Regions from separate parts of the Mus musculus genome. Here region 2 is linked to region 1. The links are chromatin contacts, called in public HiChIP or PLAC-seq maps. All regions are on one chromosome and are shown on one strand. Each heading gives the region's core, a stretch centred on a gene start, on an enhancer-like site or on the middle of the called end of the contact. The rest is flanking DNA. Distances are from core to core; before and after follow the strand shown.

Evidence for each region. HiChIP or PLAC-seq counts read pairs in DNA pulled down with a chosen protein or histone mark.
Region 2: a contact with region 1 is called in an H3K4me3 HiChIP or PLAC-seq map of embryonic forebrain, with 5 times the contacts expected there. The contact joins the enhancer-like site here to the promoter of Mon1b in region 1. A contact is called at or near these places in 11 of 39 promoter capture datasets (the 3T3-L1 cell line, cranial neural crest, embryonic stem cells and 6 more), 1 of 15 datasets of contacts at CTCF or cohesin (large pre-B cells), 2 of 484 Hi-C or Micro-C datasets (embryonic stem cells and nephron progenitors), 15 of 115 datasets of contacts at active chromatin or transcription factors (acute myeloid leukemia, bone marrow-derived macrophages, cardiomyocytes and 10 more) and 4 of 9 other capture datasets (adipose tissue, embryonic stem cells, liver and 1 more).

Annotation. Positions count from the first base shown.
Region 1 is chr8:113,632,850-113,637,911 of GRCm38.p6, forward strand. It overlaps Mon1b (MON1 homolog B, secretory traffciking associated), which reads left to right and starts at 2,950. Exons shown (of 5, transcript NM_173015.3): 1 at 2,950-3,420; 2 at 4,892-5,062. The coding sequence starts at 3,273.
Region 2 is chr8:113,977,121-113,982,182 of GRCm38.p6, forward strand. No RefSeq gene overlaps it. Among named protein-coding and RNA genes, the nearest start is that of Gm30107, 100 kb to the right of the region's middle. Within about 2 kb of position 2,006, at least 11 of the 459 cell types and tissues checked have an H3K27ac peak or open chromatin away from gene starts, as enhancers often do. A contact at or near this core is called in embryonic forebrain, where this site is marked.

The DNA of each region.
Region 1 (5,062 bases), core at 1,700-4,199:
ACGATGCTGACGGTGATCTACTGTTCCCTCTCCTTGGATCCCACTGGTTTCTAGGCATCTTACCCACTTACACATTCTAAGGTGGTGATTCTCAACCTTCCTGATGCTGTGCCCATTTAATACAGTCCCTCATCTTGTGGTGACCCCCCCCAACATAAAATTATCTCATTGCTTCTTCAAAACTGTAATTTTGCTACTGTAATGAATTACAATATAAATATCTGATGTGCAGGATGGGCTTAGGTGACCCCTGTAAAAAGGGGCTGTGACCCACAGGTTGAGAACCATTGTTCTAAGGAATGTCTTTAAGACCTCTAATATTGGAACAAGAGCAAAAGGTTTCCAGTGAGGTCCAAGCCTGGGACAGGGAGTGAGGGACTGAGTGTCCGTAGGTCCATCCATCACTTTATCTTTCCTTCACACTAGCGAGTGCAAGGCTATCTAGCTATCTATCCTTCCTTTGTTTAAAAAAATCAATTTATAATATTGTAATATGTCTAGAGACCTCTAATCATGTTATCCTTCAATCCTATTGATCACTGGTTTTATCATTTAAGCACACATTTTAGTAACTATGCTGACCTTTTCAAAGAAAGAACGATTTCTACATTGTCTCTTTTGACTGTATGTCTTCCCTCTCACTGAATTGCATCTTTATTGTCGTCTTATTTCTACTGCAGGTCTAGCTTCCTCTCATTCCCTATCATCTTAAGGCTCCCGTGTAGATCATTGGTTATGAGTGTCTCTTCTCATACCCGTGTGAATATATAAAGTTGCACATTTCCCTGTGAGCACTCGTGATTTACAGTCTCCGCAGTTGCTCATTCTTCCTGTTTTCATGAAGCTGAAGATACTCCTGAATATCCCATGGATTTAATATTTGAGTCATAATGTGTTCATATGATGAGTACTGACCTAATTCCTACTCTTGGAAGAATTCTCCAATCTCTGCTAACAATAGCCACAATTTCTGTTGTAATCAAACAATTTTCTCTGAAAGATTTAGCTTCTAAAGGGGCATTAACTTTTTTTTTTTAATTTTTTGGTCCAGCATGCGCATTTGGAAAAAAATCCACTCTGTTGTAATTGAGCAGAATTTTTTTAATAAATATCAATTCATTTGCCAGCTGTTGATCATATCTTCTGTAACCTTATTTATTTATTTAGATATTAGATATTTAGATTTAAATATTTATCTATTTTTTTTTTTGCCATCAGTTTCGGCCATTTTTAGTGAGCACAGAATGTTGAAATCATCACCTAACCTCATGAGCTATTTTCCCTTTGAGTTTTTGTCAATTTGACAGTTAGGTACTTTGAAGTTTTGTCTTTGAGTATCTAAATATTCAGGGATGTTATGTCTCCTGGCTGATGACACCTCCTTGATCTTGGAGCCCGGAGGGATGGGTCTCACGAGGTAGAATGCTTGCCCAGAATACATGAAGCCTTGGGTTCGCACCACAGCATGACACAAACCTGGTGTTAAGGGCACATCAGTTATTTCAAGTACTGGGGAAACAGAGGCGGGAAGCAGAGTAATCCTTGCCACTTGGTGAGTGAGAAGCCAGCCCGGGGTACCCGAAACCCTGTATCCAAAACAGAAATCCTCGACCTTTATGTCATTATGTCGTCGTCGTCGTTGTTGTTATTTTAACTCTATTTTCTCTGATAATAATATAGTAACACTCAGAGACACAAACTGCGAGGCTTCAAGCAGTCTCAAAGACCAATGTACAGAAAGACCTAAAAAACGGACCTGGACGTCCAGAACAGGGATATTCACACCCTCATTCTAAACCTAAAGGCAATGGCAGGTGCTGGAGCAGCACTGTAATCTACTCTGACTTGGGTTTAGGGCCAGATAGAGGGTGAGGGAGGAGGATCGCGAGTTTAAGGCCAGCCTGGGTTATTAGGAGCCTGTGACTCAAAACCAAAATGAACAACACTTAGTTTGGAGCGACTTCTGGCCGCCTAGATACACCTATCCCCGCTCCACAGCCTTAAGGAAGAGAGCATCTAGGTGCTTCTGTTCACAAGATTCCTCACTGCTGTTGCTGCCCCTGGCCCATCATACATAGTAGCCAATGGTGATACCCGGAGGTAGGTGCGGCAGAATTCTCAGCCAACCAGAACGCAGCGGTCCCTGACAACCACACCCCCCACTCCGCTATTGGATTAGGCTGCCGATCTGGTTGGCTCGGCCCACAGAACCTCTCCTTGCTAGTGGGGTGCGCTCGTGTTGCCCGCACACACTAGCCCTAAGCAGCTTGCTTTTGTTTCCGTAAGCTCCCCTCGCAGGCTGGCGGAGTCCAGAATCCCAAGAGTCAGTCCCACCAGCAGAGCCCGCCTCTTGCTTCAGCATCCGAGTCCCATAGGCTGACTGGGCTGCGGGCGACGTTCCGATTGGAAAGAGAGCTGTCCGTCAAGCATACGCTCCGCCCTGCCCCTATAATTGAATAAAAGAGCGTGAAGTTGTCTCAATACTGGGGACGCGAGTTCATTGGTTCGGCATTCTCTCATTCCAGCAAAGACCGGAACAGGAGTGAGGTTTCGGTTAGAAACAGGGAGATGTCAGTCAAGGGATGAGCAGTGGCTTTCGCCAATTAGCGCACACTATCTGCGGAGGCTCCACCAGAATGGGGCGGGACATAAGGGAGAGCCTACTCTTGATTGGGTGAGAGGGACTAGGTCCCGCCCCCTCGACCTAGTAGATTTCCAGGCCGCGCCCCCTTCAGCCGGTAGCCCTTGGTACGCGAAGTGGGCCGGTCTGGCCCCACTTCACAGCCGATCCTGGCTGCGTCCGGTGGAAGGACGCGCAGATTCCACAGAGTTCCGGGAGAGTCCCGCGCTATCCTTACGGTGAGGGAACGCAGCGTGTGGCTGCCATTGGCACTCCGGGGAGTCAATACGGCCGTGAAACCGGAAGTGTCCCGGGGAGGCGTCGCTTCCGGAAGTGTGGCAAGTCCCCACCACACCAGGAAGTGTGGTGCGGCAGCGGCTCCTCAAAGTGTTGCTGTCCACCCAGTTGAGATAAGAGGTTGAAACAGGTGTTGATGTACCGTGTTGGCAGAAGCCCAGCGGAGCGTCACCCATCCGAAAGTGCCGGAGGGTGCAAGTATTTGGTCATGGTTTTGAATGTCGCGTCCTGTCGAAAACCGTAGGGGAAACCGCACTAGGAATGTATCCGGGGGGTCTGGCTCCCTGAAGGCTTGTAAGAAGTTTTCTGTTGCTGCCCATCACCCTCGATTCCCCTTCTCTCCAGGGATGTGCAGATGGAGGCCGGAGGAGATAATGCTGTCCCAGCCCCCGGGGGCGTGGAGGACTTGGTGGACACGCAGTTCCCCAGAGAGGAGGCTGGAGACAGTGAAAGGGTTCACGCAAGCACGCTGGATCCCGGAGATGGGGACCCGGAGGACACAGGTATAGCTTCCCTCAATAAAGCCTTGGAAGCAAACCCCCAGGGCTTGTCATTGCTAGCTGAGCGGGAAGAGATCAGTGGGAGACCAGTGGGCAGTCTTTGGGAACCCAAGAAAGTAGCTTGAGGCATAGCTCTCAGTCAGTCGTTGGACACAGACTTGCTGACTTAATTGAAATCGTTGAGAAATGACATAGAAGCCAATGGGTGTCAGCTGTTGTCCGGAAGGGGCAGCATTGTGCCTCTACAAATGTATTCTATGGTGGGTGGTGGTGGTGGTGGTGGTGGTGGTGGTGGTGATAGTGTCAAGGCTAGGAAGATGGACTGTGCTGGTTTGCCCGGAACAGTCCCATTTTAACAATGGTGTTCTCACATCCTGGGACACCCTTCTGTTGCAAGGAAATTAGAATGTACTTGACCTGAGTGTACCACCTTAAAGAAACAAAGGGGGCATAGTTGGGTCCCAAAAGGGTTGTCTTGATGGGAGTTCCTTGATGGGAATTGAGACGTGTTGCTTGGGTATTTGGGAACATGGGAATATCGGTACGCAATTAAGAACATAGGAAAACACTTGAGGGTGAAAAAATCAGATGGGGTTGCAAATGGATGATTGTCCTTGGGTGAGTCAGTAGACATCAGAGGCGGTGGGAAGAAAGCAAGGGGCTTCATTATGGGATTTAAAGTGATAACTCTGGGCGGAAAACTGTGGGAACCGTGAAAACCTTGTGGGTTAGTGATTGTTAATGGTGGCCATTGGTGGAGTGGGGGCCCAGACCTGGAGGAAAATAAGAACTGTCATGTAAAGGTTATTGAAGACTAAGGTGTCTGGGATGCTCATGGATGCTCTTATGTGTTTGCTTGGGTGTTAATGTAGCAGCAGAGGGAATTGGGGGGGGGGGGTGGCTGAAGGCTAGGAGTCCTGTCGATCTGGGTGTCAGTGGCGGCTGTCATGGGAAAAATAAGGACCACCACTGGGAGTCTGGTTAGCCTGGAGAGTCACCGGGCATCAGCAGGCATCAGTGGATGTGGGTGCGGGTAGAAAAGGGTTAGGGGAGTCAGTGGGGGCACTTTAATGGTGGTCACCGGGGGGTAAGTACACGTGAGAGGGATAAAGAAGGCGTCAGAGGAGTTAAGGAAGAGCCTCTGTAAATAAGGAGGCCAGTAGTCATGCAGAGAGCAGGCGGGTGCCTTGAAGGCCTGGGAAGGCAGTGTCTGAAGGGAATAATGGAGGGGCCAATGAAGGACAGTGAGGACATGTTGGGTTGTGTTTTAGGGTGAGGCTCATTGGCACCTTAGTGTTGGTGGACATTGTCAGCCATGTTCACTGAACAGCTAGGAAGATGTGTGTGTCAGTGTGTGTGTGTGTGTGTGTAGGGGGGGTCACTGGGGGTGGGGGTGAGTGGGCTGGTAAGGATTTGGTAGATTGTGGAGAATGTAAGGTTAGTGGGAGATGAGCCACTCAAGGCTCCCTTTCAGGATCCAAGGACCAGCCATCCAGCCTCCTATCACCTCTGCCTCAGACTGAGGCTGCATCAAGCACCTGTGAGCACTGGGAAACTGCAGCAGCCTCAGACAGCAGCCCCCCCGGAGAACCTGAGAGTAACTCTGAGGGTCAGGGAGAAGACCCCGACGATGGGGGGGACCCCA
Region 2 (5,062 bases), core at 756-3,255, 340 kb after region 1:
GCAGGGCTAGGAGACACAGGCAGAGCCAGCTTGCTTTCAACCAAGGCAGCCTGCACCCTCTCCTCCCTCTCTTCGTGCTCTACAGCCCCACCTCCGCCCCCACCCCCTGCCCCCAGCCCTGTGGTTAATAGATTCCTCTTTGCTCCAACCTTCAACCTTCAAAGTCCCAGGGTTAAGGTGGGAGGGCAGACTTGAGAGGGTTTCCTAGAGCTGAACATTAACTCAAACACTTCAGGTGAGCACTTTAGACACCTGGTATTAGGAAGCAATGCACTCAACTTCTAGAATGTTCTTTGTCATCCCCCCTCCATCACTGGCCCCTCTGTTCTTGAGACTTTGTCTGCGTTGTTTCCTGTGTGACAAATGTCATTCGTCTACATCTTAAACAGTCAGGGAAGACACGTAACAGAATCTACATTTTTTCCTTTCCTATTTTTCTTTTTTAAATAGCCACCAGAAACATTTTCCGTGTCAGACATGGAGCAGATGTTTAACAAGGGCTTGGTGTGAGCTGGAAGTTGGCTAAAGGTGGTGTGGCAATAGCGCTTTGCTTCAAGCCTTGACTGGAGCCCAAGCCAGTAACTCCCTCCGTAGCTTCATCTCCCTATCAATCATCCTGCCCCTCATTAATCAGCTTGCGGTTGTTTCCAGAACGCATACTGATTTTCAGGTGCTTTGCTGAATACCGGAGCAATAATCGTGTAGAAAACAGAGGTTGGGGCTGGTAGGGGATAGCTCTATGGGTGAGAGTACTTGCAACACAGCAGAAAGAGACCTGAGTTCGAAACCTTGGGTGGCACTTCCTTAGGCCCTGCCCACTTCACTTTTGTGAGACACGCTGTCACTGAGACCTGGAACTTGCCAATTAGGTCAGACTGGCTAAACAATGAGCCTCGGGGATCCACCCATCTCTGCTTGCTCAACCCTGGGATGACAAGAGTATACTACCTTTCCAGTGTTTGATGTGTGTGTGTGTGTGTGTGTGCACTAGAAAATGAACACAGATCCCCACACTTGCATGGCAAGCATTTTACCAACTATACTACCGCCCCAGACCTAGGTATGATCCATTTTTACATAGCACTTTCTTAATCAGTAATTTCCAGTTTTACTGCTTGATGTCTTTTTTCATCACAGACTTACAGGTTGCCTCCCTCTCCTCTCCCGTTCAACATATACTTTTAAAAGTATATGTTAAAAAAAATGTTTTCTATCGTGGTCTATCCATTGGCTGGTAAGTTTCTGGTACTTTCTACTGGCAGTACATCCCTCCAATAGGTAGAGCACATCTTTGTATGTCCAGGCACAGGAGAGAGTCAGCACCTGGCGCGTTAGTGGTTAGTGGTAGTTAGAATATACTTCTCAAGGAAGTATTCTCTTTTTCATTATAAAGAGATAACAGGCTGATGATCCAGTTCCAGGAGGAAAGAATGTGAACCCTCTTTGTCAGATCAGAGGCAACTATCCCACACTATTACCCAGGACCTGGTCATCTCCTCACAGACACTGACACACAAGCGCATGGGAGATTGGGCCGCTCCCCTGCCCCATCTCTCAAAAATGTGGAATGAGACGTGGGTCTGACATGTATTTCCAATGAAATTCACACCGGGGCTCACGGGTTCTCAGCATCTCTGCCACAGGTTTGCTAATACTTTCTCTGTGCTCCACTGCAAAGTGGGAGGGGGTGGGGGGAGCTCGTGAGCCTGCTTCATCAGATGGGATTGTGTGAACCATGATGCAAGCTCAGGGTCTCCAGAGATATAAACAACTCTAATCAGCAAGTGTTCTGGGAAGTAAATAAAGACTGGAGGGTACAAGAACACCAGGAAGGGTCCAGGCCAGAAAGAGAGGGCCTGTGTTTGCTTTAAAATATAAATACAGCACTTGGACAGGAGAGACTAAAACCATACACTTCCTGTCTCAGTATCACCCCTGTGGTTAAACGATGATCCCTGAAGTACTCAGGGGCTTGCCTGTTGGCAGATGGTGTAGCATCCATTATCAGTCCATCAGCCGCGCTAGAATGACCCCAAGGAAAAGTGTTTTTCTCTGCAGCATCTGTGCAAATAAACACTGACAATTGCTAATTCCAAGCTGCCTGCCTGTAGTAAAGCGATCTAAATGATGTCAACTCGGTTAACTCGTGAGCCGTGGCTCACCTCCAGTTGGATCTGAGACGTCAATTTGCTAATTCCTCCGATTTCTCTCCTTTCTTCTTGCTCTTGACCTTGACAGATTAACACTCTGAAAGTGAGGCAGGGGTTTCCCAGCCAGAGGGCTTCTAGTGTTCCTATTGCTAGGACTGGAACTTCCAACTGTCCTCAGAAGGCTGAGGGTGATTAGCAGTGGTGATCCCTGTGACACTGGGAACCTGGGGGTCTGGAACGAGGAGGATGAAAGACTCGACTGGTGGGGAGCAAGGACTGGGGGATGCTGACTGTTTGTGTACAGTGAGAGGGACCTTGAACTTCGGTAGCTACCTGCAGATGAGATTATACAGTGGTGGTCTAGGACTTAGAATACGGACGTGGTTTTAAACACTGTTTTGCCACATCCTTGAACGGTTTATTCAGCACTCCTCAGATCGTCTCACAGAGCCATCAGCAAGGAGGAAGGGTGCACAGAGAGAGTGTCGTCATGCAAATTGATTACAACACTTAGTGTGGACGACAAGCAGAACATCCATGTAAACTATTGCATTAAGCATAAGTTAACCAGAAACTTTACATACACAGCTGAGGAATGAATACAGATTCCCTGTAACATTTCAAGGAGTTGGACCAGGGGATGGAGAGAGAGTTCAGTAGATCAGAGACCTGAACTGTTCTTCCAGAAAATCCGGAGTTGAATTACTAGCACTCACATGGAAGCTCAAAACCATCTGTAACTCCAGTTCAAGGAGATCTGCCACCCTCTTCTGGCCTCCTTAAGTACTGCATGCATACGATGTAACATACATACATGCATACATACATACAGGCACACGTAAAACAAAGATATTTTAAAAAAAGAAGTTGGTCCAGGATGTGTAGTATCGGGGAAGGAGGAAATCGTAGAGGGGAGAGAAGGGCACTCCAGAGGGACCAAAGTCACCATGTTGGAATGTGTGAGCTGTGGTGGCAAAACTACAGTCCTTAAGGACAACCGAGGTCCAAAGAAGAGAGCTGAAGGCACATACTCCCTCCATGCCCATGTGCTAAGGGTGGAAGGAACACCCTCGACAGGGAAGCCAGGGCGCTGCTGTCACTGAGAAGGAGCAAGCTTTTAGGATGGAATGACAGAGTGGTCAGAGTAGTGGCTGCTGCCAATACAGGAGAAAAATGACTGTGGAGGGCAGAGCTCACTGGTAGATGCTTGCCTGGTGTGCACGTGGCGGAGCTTTTATCTTGAATACTGTAGACAAAAATAAATACATAGGAAACTAAAACCCTCTCCTAACCACAACAAAGATGTGTTTCCTTGCCTCTCCAGCATCAACCCCCTTCGGTGCTCCCTCTGCCTCTCCTCTACCACACACGCTTTCCCTGTTCTCCAAACACCTCAAATTCTTTCCAAGCTCAGAGTCTGTACCATCGTTCTCTTCTACCCCCAGGACTTGGCACATCTTAGCTCCAAAATCACTTCTTCGGAGATGTTTTTTGAGCATCCCTAGTGCAAGCGTCCTCATTCATATTGCCTGCATTCTCAACTACTTTACAGGTTTAGCAGCCAAAGGCTTTCTGCTGTGGCTGGTCCTGGAGTGTTAGAAGCACATTGCTCCTGCTGCTGCTGCTAATGCTTCTACTAGCTGCTGCTACTGCTTCCTCCTCCTCTTCTTCCTCCTCCTCCTTCTCCTCTCCCTCCTCCTCCTCTTCCTCTTCCTCCTTCTCCTCTCCCTCCTCCTCTTCCTCTTCCTCCTCCTCTTCCTCTTCCTCCTCCTCTTTCTCTTCCTCCTCCTCCTCTTTCCCCTCCTCTTCCTTCATTGTCCTTCTTTCTCCTCCCCCTCCTCCTCCTTCTCCCCTTCTCCCCCCTCCTCCTTCTTCTTGTGAAGATCAAACTTAAGGACTTGCACATTCTAAGCAACTTCTCTGCATGACCTCCACCCCCAGTCTCCCACCTTCCATCAGGAATCCATTGACACCCCCCACCCCCCTCACCACTCCCCACCCAGTCGTTTCTTCCTCTTTTAAAACCACTTCAAAAATCTCACATTTTGATAGGATCTTGACTCTCTCTCACCCCATGGGAGGTGGTGTTCAGGGACCTCAGTTTTCACTCTGCCCTGGGGCTCCATCCAGGGTACATCTTCCTGCTGTGATACAGTAGCCTCAGAGTCTAAACAGAGGGCAATCAGCACATGCTGAGGCAGCTGGATGTGAGCCTTTGCATGGCCTGATGAGTAAGACAGGCTCAGGGATGATGTCCCAGCACACTGTTCGTCCCAGCCTGTCTACACCTGTGCTGGGCTGTCATCACCAAGTAGGAGGCTCTGTACAGCTTTAAGTAATTTAAGCTGAGAACAGACTGGCTGAGAGAATTGTTGAAATGCTCACAGAGGTGTAATTAATTTCCATGAAGTGATGCTGACAAGGACCTCAGTACCCTGTGGGGTAGCAGGACACTGAGAGCTCCTCACAGTAGTAATTTTTAGGACAGAGAGTGGATTTGGAGAGTGTAGCACAGGTCGGCTCTTCCTAAATGCCCTGGGGTTCCTGTGTTATTTAAGCAGCTGTCTAAGGAAGTACTTGCTCTGGAATTTTCCCGACAGTATCCTGTCATTTTCTGAAGGGTGCAGGGGATAGGGTTGCTCTTTTATATCTTCCCCCAAACTGTGCCAGCCCTTCATTCCAGCCTTTGTCCAAACTGAACATGCCCAAGGGGTTTGTAAGAGGAAGAAACTGAAGGCTCAAATCCTAGAAGCCACCAGTGACTTAGAAAGTAGACATCTAAGTTGGGGTATGTTATTGGCGCATGCCTTTGATCCCAGCATGTGGGAGGCAGAGGCAAGCAGTTCTCTGTGAGTTTCAGGACTGCCAGGGGAGGGAGGGAGGGAGGGAGGGAGGGAGAGAGAGAGAGAGAG